2 separate regions of the Sus scrofa genome follow, and region 1 is linked to region 2. The links are chromatin contacts, called in public HiChIP or PLAC-seq maps. All regions are on one chromosome and are shown on one strand. Each heading gives the region's core, a stretch centred on a gene start, on an enhancer-like site or on the middle of the called end of the contact. The rest is flanking DNA. Distances are from core to core; before and after follow the strand shown.

Evidence for each region. HiChIP or PLAC-seq counts read pairs in DNA pulled down with a chosen protein or histone mark.
Region 1: a contact with region 2 is called in an H3K27ac HiChIP or PLAC-seq map of alveolar macrophages. The contact joins two enhancer-like sites. A contact is called at or near these places in 2 of 47 Hi-C or Micro-C datasets (embryonic fibroblasts and epiblast stem cells) and 1 of 2 datasets of contacts at active chromatin or transcription factors (alveolar macrophages).

The regions. Positions count from the first base shown.
Region 1 is chr7:20,228,439-20,234,472 of Sscrofa11.1, reverse strand. It overlaps CARMIL1 (F-actin-uncapping protein LRRC16A), which reads right to left. Exons shown (of 37, transcript XM_013977486.2): 14 at 4,119-4,196; 15 at 3,892-3,968; 16 at 2,522-2,626. Among named protein-coding and RNA genes, the nearest start is that of SCGN, 160 kb to the left of the region's middle. Within about 2 kb of position 3,377, at least 3 of the 83 cell types and tissues checked have an H3K27ac peak or open chromatin away from gene starts, as enhancers often do. A contact at or near this core is called in alveolar macrophages, where this site is marked.
Region 2 is chr7:20,072,801-20,078,442 of Sscrofa11.1, reverse strand. The region is part of intron 2 of CARMIL1 (F-actin-uncapping protein LRRC16A); the gene reads right to left. Among named protein-coding and RNA genes, the nearest start is that of CARMIL1, 39 kb to the right of the region's middle. Within about 2 kb of position 4,027, at least 4 of the 83 cell types and tissues checked have an H3K27ac peak or open chromatin away from gene starts, as enhancers often do. A contact at or near this core is called in alveolar macrophages, where this site is marked.

The DNA.
Region 1 (6,034 bases), core at 2,128-4,627, 160 kb before region 2:
CACCAGCATAAGGTTACTGAAGGCTTCTGAAGGCTCAGATGGTGGTTTTCATTTTGTAGCAACAAAGTGTTTTTTATTTAAGATATATACATTTTTGGACATAATACTATAGTACACCTAATAAACTACAGCATAGGGTAAGCATAATTGTTATATGTACCAGGAAACCAAAAAATTCAGGTGACTGGCTTTATTGTGATATTCTCTTTATTGCTACGGTCCAGAACCAAACCTGTAGTATCTCTGAGGTCTGCCTATACTGATTTATTATTAAACATTCACATAAATAACAACAGGTCACAAGATTTAACATTGACAAAATAACTTTTTTTTTTCTTTTTATGGCTGCACCTGTGGCATATGGAAGTTCCTGAGCTAGGAGTCGAATTGGAGCTGTAGCTCCAGATCCAAGTTGCATCTGTGACCTAGGCTGCAGCTTGTGGCAACGCTGGATACTTAACACACTGAGTGAGGTCAGGTATCGAACCCGCATCCTCACAGATACTATGTTGGGTTCTTAATCTGCTGAGCCACATGGAAACTGTGACCAAATAACTTTTAAGTATAAATATTTACAAGTCTATATCTATAATAAAGTACAGTAAATTCAGCGTTGTTGTAGTAAGGATTATTCTATAAAATCAATAGCACAAATCAATGAAGAACTACTCTCTGTTTTATAGGAATCAATACCATTTGAAAGAATTAGAACAGTCTGTACCTATCACTAAAACTACTTTAAATATGCTAATCTCCTGCTGATATGCTATATAAATTCAAATAGTTTTGTCTTCTACCCAGTGTCCTCCTGGTATCTAGTCCATTGTAACTGCTCAATAAATATCAGTTGAATGAATGAGTGAGGTTAAATTATAATGTAGGATCCCCTTTAGAATATTGATTCTGATAGATTTATTAAGATCCATATAAATATCCGAATCATGATGTTTTTACTATTTGCAGCTGTTATATTTAGAGATCTCTAACATATAGATTCATTTTCTTTTCTTTTTTTTTTTTTAAAGGGCTGTTAGGGAGTTCGCTTCATGGCTCAGCAGTTAGTGAACCTGATTAGGATCCATGAGGATGCAGGTTCGATCCCTGGCCTCACTCAGTGGGTTAAGGATCCAGTGTTGCTATGAGCTGTGGTGTAGGTTTGTAGACACAGCTCAGATGCTGCATTGCTGTGGCTGTGGTGTAGGCCAGTAGTTGCAGCTGTAGCTCTGATCTGACCCCCTAGCCTGGAAACTTCCATATGCTACAGATGTGGCCCTAAAAAGCAAAAAAAAAAAAAAAAAAAAAGCCCTGCTATAATCTCAGGAATTTTTTATTATTAAGCACTTAACTGGATCTTAACAATGTTCTTAAAGGCATCCATTGTTTTAGTTATAATGTACTTTGCAAAATACTGCAATCAAGAATTTCACACCTCTCAGAAAGAAAAAAGAAAAGCCAATTTACAAATTAGACAATTTTCTAGTAAAACGAATAGCAGGCATAGATTTTAACATTTCATACAAATTATGCGGGAAAAATTAAATGCTGATTTACATGTCAGCTGTGTAAAGGAGGAATCTGTGTGTACATTTCAACAAATCTGACAATGTAGATAGTCATAACTACTTGTCAATATGGTCTTTTGACTCAAAGAGACTTTGATTCCATAGCCCTTTTGGTTATTTCTGGCAATCGTGAACAGAAATTCAAGGATAATACATTATTCCAAAAAATTCAACTTTACCACTACCCTTACACTGGGGATATTAACCCATAACCTAGATTGGCTGCCAAGTAAGAATACTAAACAGATAGAGATCTAGGGAATTCAGAAACCAAAGCACCTAAAAATTGGTTCTGTTGCACATGGATGTGCAGAGTTTGATTATTACTGTTAGTGGAAATATTTTAAAACACACACACAAGGATATACTGAAAATGGACTGAACAGAGGTGAATATGAAAGCAATGTACCCGGAAGCACAACTTTTCTAGATCAGTGACTACTGCCAAGGTCACAAACCAAAGGAGGATTTTTTTTTTTTTTTTCATGGAAGATGCAATAATATCAAGAGTGCACAGTGTACTCAAAAAGAATCTGATTTCGGGAGTTCCCGTCTTGGCGCAATGAAAACAAATCCAACTAGGAACCATGAGGTTGCGGGTTCAGTCCCTGGCCTCGCTCAGTGGGTTAAGGATCCGGTGCTGCCATGAGCTGTGGTGTAGGTTGCAGACACCGCTCGGATCCTGCGTTGCTGTGGCTGTGGCCAGTAGCTGTAGTTCCGATTTGACGCCCTAGCCTGGGAAACTCCATATGCCCTGGGTGTGGCACTCAAAAGCAAATAAATAAATAACAGCTTTAAAAAAAAAAAGAATTTGATTTCCTTTGTGACCCAAAGTAAAAAGGCATTTTCATCTTCCTTGTCTGTCTTAGGATTGTATGTCTTTTTCCCCCTCCCTCGAGCACATTCATAATAACAAATTGAACTTTAAAAGCTCTAGAGAAAATGAATTAACCACTCACTTTAAGGGCTCAGGAGACAGTTTTGTGCCTGAAAGGTTGATTTGCATCAGAGCCAGAGAACTGCTGAAAAACTGCTTGAAAGATGGGGGGACTTCTTTTCCTTTCCTGAAAAATAAAACATGCGAGTCACATTGGCAGTTAAACTCAGCTCAGCACCACACTTCCAAACTAGCAAAGTTACTCACTGGTAATTCAGATATTGTGAAATACCCCATGAATGGATTGTAGCTTCAGTAGAAATTTAAAGGTTAAAAAGAAACAAAATGTCTGATCATTACAAAAATTAATTCAATGTACTCTGAAAAATGGGTAAGCGGTTAAGAAACCTCATTGTCTTTAAATCATTTGATCCCTATTCTTTGCAGTCAAGAAATTCATTGTGTTCTATCCTAGATCTTAGAAAACTCAGCTTCTCTCACCATTTTATCGCCTTCACTTTACACTCTCTGATCTTATCCTATTGAGGTATTTGTGGCGTATGTTCATTATGGTGAAGATTTACGTCTCTGTTGACGTAAAAGACCAAGAGTACGTTCAAATACAGAATAACTCATTTGAGGCATAATTGTAGAATAAAGCATGCCGAGTTCTGAATTTTCCAAGAAAGTGACTGCTTTTCCTTTGAAAACGTAAAGCTTTTAAAATGCAAACCAGTTTAAAAAAAAAAAAAAAGTGATATTCCTAAGATGAAGCAATTCTCCTTGTTTTTAGAGACGCATGTAATGAGTAAAATATGACTTGTGACCTGTGGTAATGATTATGAGCATTAAGTGTTGAGTTGTATGACTATGGCCCCCGAATGCCTTACTCATATAACCCACATACTTCCACATTCTCGCGTGCTCAGTTGCTGCTGGGTGTGAATACTTGTTGCTTGTAATCTACCGCCTGCTTGTGCAATCAACTCTAAGTCAGGAAGGGACAAGTAAGGTACTTAGGCTGACCTTCCACTTCTGCAAATTAAAGTGTCTGCGCTTTGGAATGACTATTCTCTTTATTTCCCTGATGGCTGATACTTACCGTCAAAGTGCATTACTGAGACACACCTACAGAAGTTTCTGAAAGTTATAGTAAGTCATACAGTCTCTTTCTATATTAAGAGAGAAGGCCTGTCCACCTATGAGAAATAGTACTTTATTATCTAGTTCATATAGGCAGGCTGGAGTTATTGATGGAAGACAGACCCGGGGTGAAAAGAAGCATAAAAAACTTGAACCTTCAAGGTCTAATATTCATAGATCACGGTCTAAGACCATCTCCTTCTCTCATGCACAATGAGCACCCTTTATCACCATTTTCATCTCACTATCACTTTCCCTGAGAGAAAGACCCTCCTAGATGATAATGATAATGCAGGAATGAATCCATACCGATGAGAAAAGACTGTTCTGGAGAGATTGAGCACAGCTAAATATTGAAGGCAGCCACGAAGAAGAGCTCCACAGACCTGAGAAAGAAACGAAGCACTCTCATTTTCAAATATTTCTAGAACTAAGAGAATATTTTATTGGGGAGCAAGCCCATTCTTTCCCAGCTAAGTAGCTGTTCTGAGACACAACCCCCCACTCATAACAATGTATAAAAATACATATGTTACCATGTCCAGGGAACATTCTGTATTGGATAAATCCAGATGAGCAATGGCATTTGGCTGAGCCAAAAAACTGTACATGGACTTGAAATAAAAAACAAAAAGCAAATATATTAGGATCCAGAAACACACATGCACACACACACATGCGAGCACACCGTGCAGGTTAATTTATAGAAGAAAATTGCCCCAATTCCTCCAGGATCATTTTCTCCTCTTCCCAAGAGGACATGCAGAATTTTCTGTCATTCCATTATCTTCCCTGAGAGCAAAAATCCAAAAACTATTTTAAATTATGTGTAAGTTTAAAAAAGGCCAAATGGAGCCTTGGCTACCCAACCCCTTTTTTGTCACACATGACTTCATTTTCCTGATTAGCTCCATTTTTATTGTACAATTTTGAAACAGTGCTAATTAATTTTAACTGCTGAGATCGAAAAACCACCTGAATTACAGTCACCCTATCAAAATGCTAATCACCTTTGCAAGTATTCAAGGAGCCACTAATTTGAATTTTAACCACAAGATAGTGGTCTCAGGCTACACACTCTTCAGTTCAACAAAATAATTTTTCTACCTTTAGTTACTTCCAAAATCTAACAAGAAAGGGCCTGACAGTACTATTCATTGGCTTGTTGTTGTTGTTGCTGTTGTTGTTGTTTTAATCTCACTTATAGCTAAAACACTTGAGTTTTCAGGGGGTCACAATGCCTCAAGTACGCCCTCATCCTAGTGCAAAGCTATGAAAACAACACAATTAATACCTCTCTGTTATTCTCTAATTGCCCTGTGTGCATAGCAATGTCAGCATCCACCAATAACAAACCAAGTCCAAGTTCCTAACTAACAGTAGGCACATAGCCCAATTCTGCTTTGCTTCACTGAATGCCATAAGATACTTGCAAAAACAAACAAGCTTACGCTAAGAAGTTCTAGTCCTTGGCAAAGACTCTTAGGAGTAGCGACTTGGCTACAGGTACTTGAGAAAATGCCTCTATAGCAAGGAATTCAAAAGAGCAAGAGATTGGCCTATAAATATTTTTAGAATAACCAGATACACAGGACGTACTGTATTATGAAAAAGTTCTGATTCAGAAAAAAATTTGGCTCTACTTAAGATCTGAGCCCGTCTTTGCCTGGCAATGCGATTTTACTCCCAGCTACCGGCTGGGGGAGCTCTAATCAACCTCAAGTGGTGACAAGACCCTACTTGGCCAACTCTTCCCTAGCAGGCCCTACAAGGCTGCTCTCCCAGAATGGCTTGCTGAATGGCTCCCAGAACCTCAGCCTGTGCAGGGCTGGAAGCCCTCTCTCACCCAGGCCTCATCATTCCACTCCTCCTTCCCCAGAGGCCAGCTGGGACAAGACCAGCTACTGTGCTGTCTTGGGTGACTATTAATGCCCCTATTTTAGCAGTCTTATTAAATTTCGAGCTCGTTCGTCTTTTATCCTTCTCTCTATTCTGCTAGTTTGTCACTGTAATGTCTTGTTGGTTTCCCATCAGACTCCTTGTTTCATCTTTGGAAGGGGATTTATGAATCATCAATGAAAGTGACAACTAAAATTGGACAAAACACTGCAAAAGCCATGGTACACCAGGAAGTATTATGTAATTGAGTGCGAGCATAAGGGAGAGAAAAATAGCTACAAAAAGGGCTGTGGCAACATTCTCTGTCTTACAGGGAAAGTAAAACAGAAGAGTAGCGAGAATACATTTCACATTGGTTTTGACTCCCATAAAGCAATGGAACCCAAGTTAAGTCCTCTAAAGTGGTCCCTGTACTGTAGGCCCTATTGGTGAGGGAGAATTTCTTCAAAATTCTATCCTGGTGACCAGAGGGGAACATTTACCCCATCTGGCTACGAGATCATACCTGATTCACTGTACCAAGAAGATCTGCCAGACATTTCTATTACGGATT
Region 2 (5,642 bases), core at 2,778-5,277:
CCATATGAGAGCTGTGAGAGGGGGAAAAAAAAAAAAATACAACTGAACACAAATCATTTGCACAAAAACAGACCCAGAGCAGAACCCTGAAATCCGGAAGTAGATTGTCTTTTCCAGGATTCTGTTTTTTTCGTTTTCCAAGTTAACTGAATATCAGCCTTCACACCAGCTGACAGTTGAACAAATACTTCCAGATTAAACAGCTCATGGTATATGACAAGATGTCAACACCCTTCCACAGAATATATATTTCTGCCTCACACAATGGCAAGTATTCAAGTTTCAACTAATTCTCCACCACATGGATGATGGAAACCTCATCTTAGGGCACAGCTGGGGGAATTGGTATCCATAGATACTCAGTAATAAATCAAGCAAATGAACACAAAGCTCAAAGGAACCTGTACCCCCAACTCCCCAAATAGTGTCTGCTCTTCTCTGTTCCCTGATAGAAGGCCTACTCCATGCTTGTCTGTGAAGCAAGTATTTGTTGAGCAAGGAATAAGTAAATTAATACATCATCGGCATTCAGAGCAATATTCTAGAATCACACGGCCACTGGCATATTCCTCCAAAAAGAAGGTCTCCTATCACTTCTCTGCTTATAAGCCTCCCATAGCTCCCAGTGGCCTTCAAGAAAAGCTCTATGTTCCTTATCCTGGGTATCAAGTTTCAGTTTTGCAATATGAGGAAGTTCCTGCTAAAAGGTGGGATCCCACCTTGACACTTAGAGACAAGCCTGGGAAAACTGAGCATTGATAAGGAGGGGCAGAAAGAGAGAAAATGGGGCTTGGGTGATGGCAATATGTCACCAGAGCTTAACAGAGAGTCTGCTCTTCAGAGAGCTTCAGTCTGAGGCCATCGCCCAGGTAAATCCTACCCAAATCCACTTGGATCAAAGAACATAGCCCTACAGTATTTTTTCAAATCATTACAACACAGAGACTGTGTTGATAAAGGAAAGGTTACAAGATTATGGAAAACAAAAGATTCTGATGGCCAAGCAACTTCAAGGGAGCACCTGGTGGGCTGAAGAACTTAAAGCTGAATGCGACTTCACTGGACTTCTGGTATTTTCCTGTGGTGCTCTTAGGGAGAATACGACAACTTCCTCTCTTTTCTCTGCGGCTAACTTACATGGAAAGGTTCCCAGCGCTGGAAGGGAAGGGGACAGTCATCCCTCAAGTGTTCACTAGGGCACCTAGGCCATCCGGGGAGCTGAGATACAATGTCTCCTACCCTCGGGGTGTCCACAGTTGAGGGGCTCAACCCGAATCACCAGGGAACTCCTTCCCACATGAGATTAGGCAGCAGTGCAGCTAATCGAGGCCAACACCTTTGTGTTGAAGACAGTGGACCTGGCATTCCTGCTGTGGCATAATGGGTTAAGGATCCAGTGTTGCCACAGCTGCGGTGTAGGTCACAGCTGTGGCTCAGATTTGATCCCTGGCCTGAGAATAACACTATGCCACGGGTTCAGCCAAAAAAGGAGAGAAAAAAACAAAAAAACAAAATAATGGACCTTGAACATGGTGGGTGTTAGGGGCAGTTGAGTATCTGCACATAACTTACAGCCAACATTCTACATGCAGATCTAATTCCTCCCATCCTCGGATCCAACAGTCTGGATGTGTGGTCCTGCAGTATTTACTTTGGAAAAAATCCCCATGGGCATGGCTCTGCACAGCTCAACCCTGTGTTGTTCAAGGGTCAACCATAGTTACTTTCCTAGAGAAGAATGTCTATCAATACAGCAGTGATCTGGAATTTCTACTGTGGCTCAGCAGGTTAAGAACCCAACTAGTATCCACGAGGATGTGGGTCCGATCCCTGGCCTCCCTCAGTGGGTTAAGGATCTGGTGTTGCCGGGAACTGTGTGGTATAGGTCACAGGTATGGCTGGGATCCTATGTTGCTATGGCTGTGGCTATGGCCAGCAGCTGCAGTTCCAATTCAACCCCTAACCCTGAACTTCCAGCTGCCGTAGGTACAGCCCTAAAAAAAAAAAAAAAAAAAAAAAAAGGCAAAAAACAAACACCCAGCAGTGATCTGAGGTCACAACTGCCAGTAAAGACAGACGACAGCATGGGAAGCCTGGAGGCTCCTGTAGCCTCTAGGAGCCCACAGGCCATGATGCACATTTTCTCATGGGTTGTATCTAATAACCTCATTGACCAAACTTGAAAAATATCTTGCACCTACTTCCTGCCTTCTTCCTCGTAAGTGCGCTAGCTGCTCTCCGATACATTCTGACACTTACTGAAATTAGACTTCAACACACACTGATATACAATTCCCACAGCAGGAGAGAAATGCTAAAAATTATGCGTAGCATTCACTGACATATACACACACACACAAGTCACTAGTGTGTGTGTGTTTAATCCAGGGCACTTTAACAATCACAATATTTATTCCTTTGTATGAAAGCACTGGATTTCTTTAAAATTAACTGAAAGAACTGAAAAGCTCCAAACAGGATCAAATCCTTAAATTTCTTCTCCAAAGTAGCAGGTAATATATCACATACAGGCGGGTGTTCTGTCGATTCCATTCTCTTCATTTTTGGAAGGCTTTTTATGTTCTTCTTTGGGAAATCATTTCTGCCTTTCCTATTTACATAAAGGGCCCAGGCTGAAACATTCCCAAGGTTTACAATAAAAGCATGCATTTCCCATTAGTTTATTCATTCATCCAAATGCCACAGTCCCCTGAACCCGCCCATTTCACAGAGGCTGAATCAGGCCCTCCCAAGGCTTCTCAAACACTCTGTGTGGCTCCAGCAGAGCTCTGACTGCACCTTAGACCACCTGTCCCCTATCCCCCAGTGAGCTGGGAAACAAATCAAGTATAAAGACCTTTTTCCCTTTTTTTGCCACAGAACCTCCTCAGTTCCTGCAACTCCATAGGTGGGTGCTCGAGAAAGGTAGAAAAACCCTAACTGACTCTATTTCCATCACCAGCGACTGTACTACTTGCAACCAGGTGCTGTCAGTCCTCCCCTGGAGGAGTAATTCCACTTCTGGACATTTAGAGAAAAGACAGGCAGAGGTCAGGCAACCAGTGCGTGCGCAATTTAGAATGTACGTGCTGGGGTCGGGGAGGCAGACACGTGCGGAGCACAGAAAGGTCCAGAAGTTCTTTCCAGTGCCTCGAGCTCCTGAGAGTACTAGAAAGAGCCAGAACACCCCCTTGCCACCTGCACTCTAGAGCATAGGCATTCAGCCACACCTCCACCTTCTGCCCAGAATGTCACCTGCCAGTGGTAGGGGGCGGGGGGGATGTTACCTCAAACATCGGACCAGCCTGCAGGGAGAGAGAAACTACTGATGCCACAGCTTTCTTTCCTTTTCATTCACGGACAAGGCCTATTCAAAGCATGCTATTTGTTGGGAAGGGGCGGGCGTTAAAATGCTTATGAGATGTAAAAAGCTTAGATACACTTCCTGGCAACTGGTAAGCACTGTCTCTCCTAGCTATTAATATCGTTTTCTATTTGGCGGGAACAAAGGTAAAAGGTAAACCATGCCATTTAGCTCAGAGTTATCCTCCTGATCCTCTGACCAGACCACTGTGTCATTATCCACATGTGCAAATGAACAGAGCTGGGAAATCAAAATCCTAAAACAAGCGGGCACTCTCCCCTGTAAGTTTAGAGCAACAGCTTTGCTTATGTGGAGGCGGCAAATTAAAGAGGCACTGCTTCTTCTGAACTCCCTAGAAACCATCCAGGGGTGCCCACCCCTCCTTTAAAACCTGCCTCTAGGAGTTCCCGTCATGGCGCAGTGGTTAACGAATCTGACTAGGAACCATGAGGTTGCAGGTTCGATCCCGGCCCTTGCTCAGTGGGTTAACGATCCGGCGTTGCCATGAGCTGTGGTGTAGCCTGGGAAGCTCCATATGCCACAGGAGTGGCTCTAGAAAAGGCAAAAACAAAAAAACAAAAAAAAACCCTGCCGCTAACCTGGAGAGGGGGTGGCAGGAGAGAAAGAGGAAGAAGAATGTTCCCCTTTCACCCCATCAGAGAGCCTTTTCTCTTTAGTAACAAGGGGAGTTGAAATGAGAGCATATTCTGGGTACTTTTGGAGTCTTTGAAGCCAAACTGCCTGTGTTCACCAGCCAAGCCTCACTGTTTAATCTTCATTGACCAGTATCTGAGCATCATGCACTCGTGGGTCGGCTGATAGATAACGCAGAGCAGAGAGGAAGTAACGAACCCCACTCTCAGGGACCCTAATTGCTTTTTTTAAAAGAGGTGAACGTATGTAAAGATTCAGTATCTCCCCAATCTGCAGCGAGGCCATGGCACTCCAGAAAACATCTGGCAGAGAATCCCACTTTTTAAGGGGCTATCCCCTCCTCTGAAAATCTAATAAACCACAGCTCCTGGAAAAAGGAACACAGATGAAGTTTGCATGTATATTCCAGCAGGTTAGTGAGCCCAGGGTTAGGAAAGTGAGTCTGTAGAACACAGGCATCCTCACCTCTGGAAGGACTGCCAGCCTCCCTTCATTAGCTGCTCTCAGATATACACACTCCCTGCCTTTTAAGGAAATTGAGCTCTTTGAAATGAGCAGAACTTTCAGGGTCAAAGGGCACAGTTTTGAAGTAGGCCTGCTAGTGAACAAAACCTTACCTAAATTATTACACTCATTTTTTTTTAAAGTGTACATTATGAAAAAGTTATTTTATGACTCGTAAACATTCACAGAAATCAGAACGAGCAGAGTGAAGCCCCACTCCGCTGCAAAGCAGTGGATTCCTCTGATGAATAAATCAGAATGATTCACAATGAGTCTAATTAGCTTACTCGACACGTAAGCGAAGGCTTTTGCTGGGCTGGAGCAGGACCCTTGAAAAGGAGTCTATGTTCTGAGCTGTTTCAAACACAGCACCTCCTTCCCATTTGACTTACCTTCCTGTGTCGACACTAAGTGGCCTAATTTGTGAATAAAGAGCCAATGGGTATCAACAAGACCAGCTTCAGAAGACAGGACCTTCTTTGGTATTCACTGAGTAGGACTTTACCAAGTACGGGATGGCTTCAGATTCCACTTCAGGTTGGTCAAAAGTACTCTACCCTTCCGTGGTGACACCTGTGTCCCTACTGGGCACCTCACAAACACAGGTGAGCAATCAATCACCTTCAAGATACAGGACTGGGTTTTCTGGGCCATTAAGAGCAAGTTGACATCCGGGCACTTCAGGACTCCGCCCACTCAACTGAACTCCCAGGTGTCTCTTTTGCAGCAAAGGGACACCACCACTCCCAGGCAGAGTATCCTGGGTGGCAGCCTTCTAAACATTGCCTCATGCTTCATCCCCAAGATGTAACTGTGAGCCAAGGAGTTGTTTTATTTCATTTTGGCCACCCATGCAGCATATGGAAGTTCCTGGGCCAGGGACAGATTCTGAGCCAGAGCTGTGACCTATGCCACAGCTACAGCAATGTGGATCCTTAAGCCACTGTGCCACAGCGGGAACTCCAAGGAGGTGGTTTAGACCAAGGGGGCTCCCAAAGAATGTCTTGCTTAGGAAGTTCAAGCCACTCACCCCTTCATGCTGGAGGACATGAGGTCTGGGGGCAGCAAAGAGAGGACAAAAAGAGGGGCCTTCTGCAGCTACTTCTCATTTCTCATAATA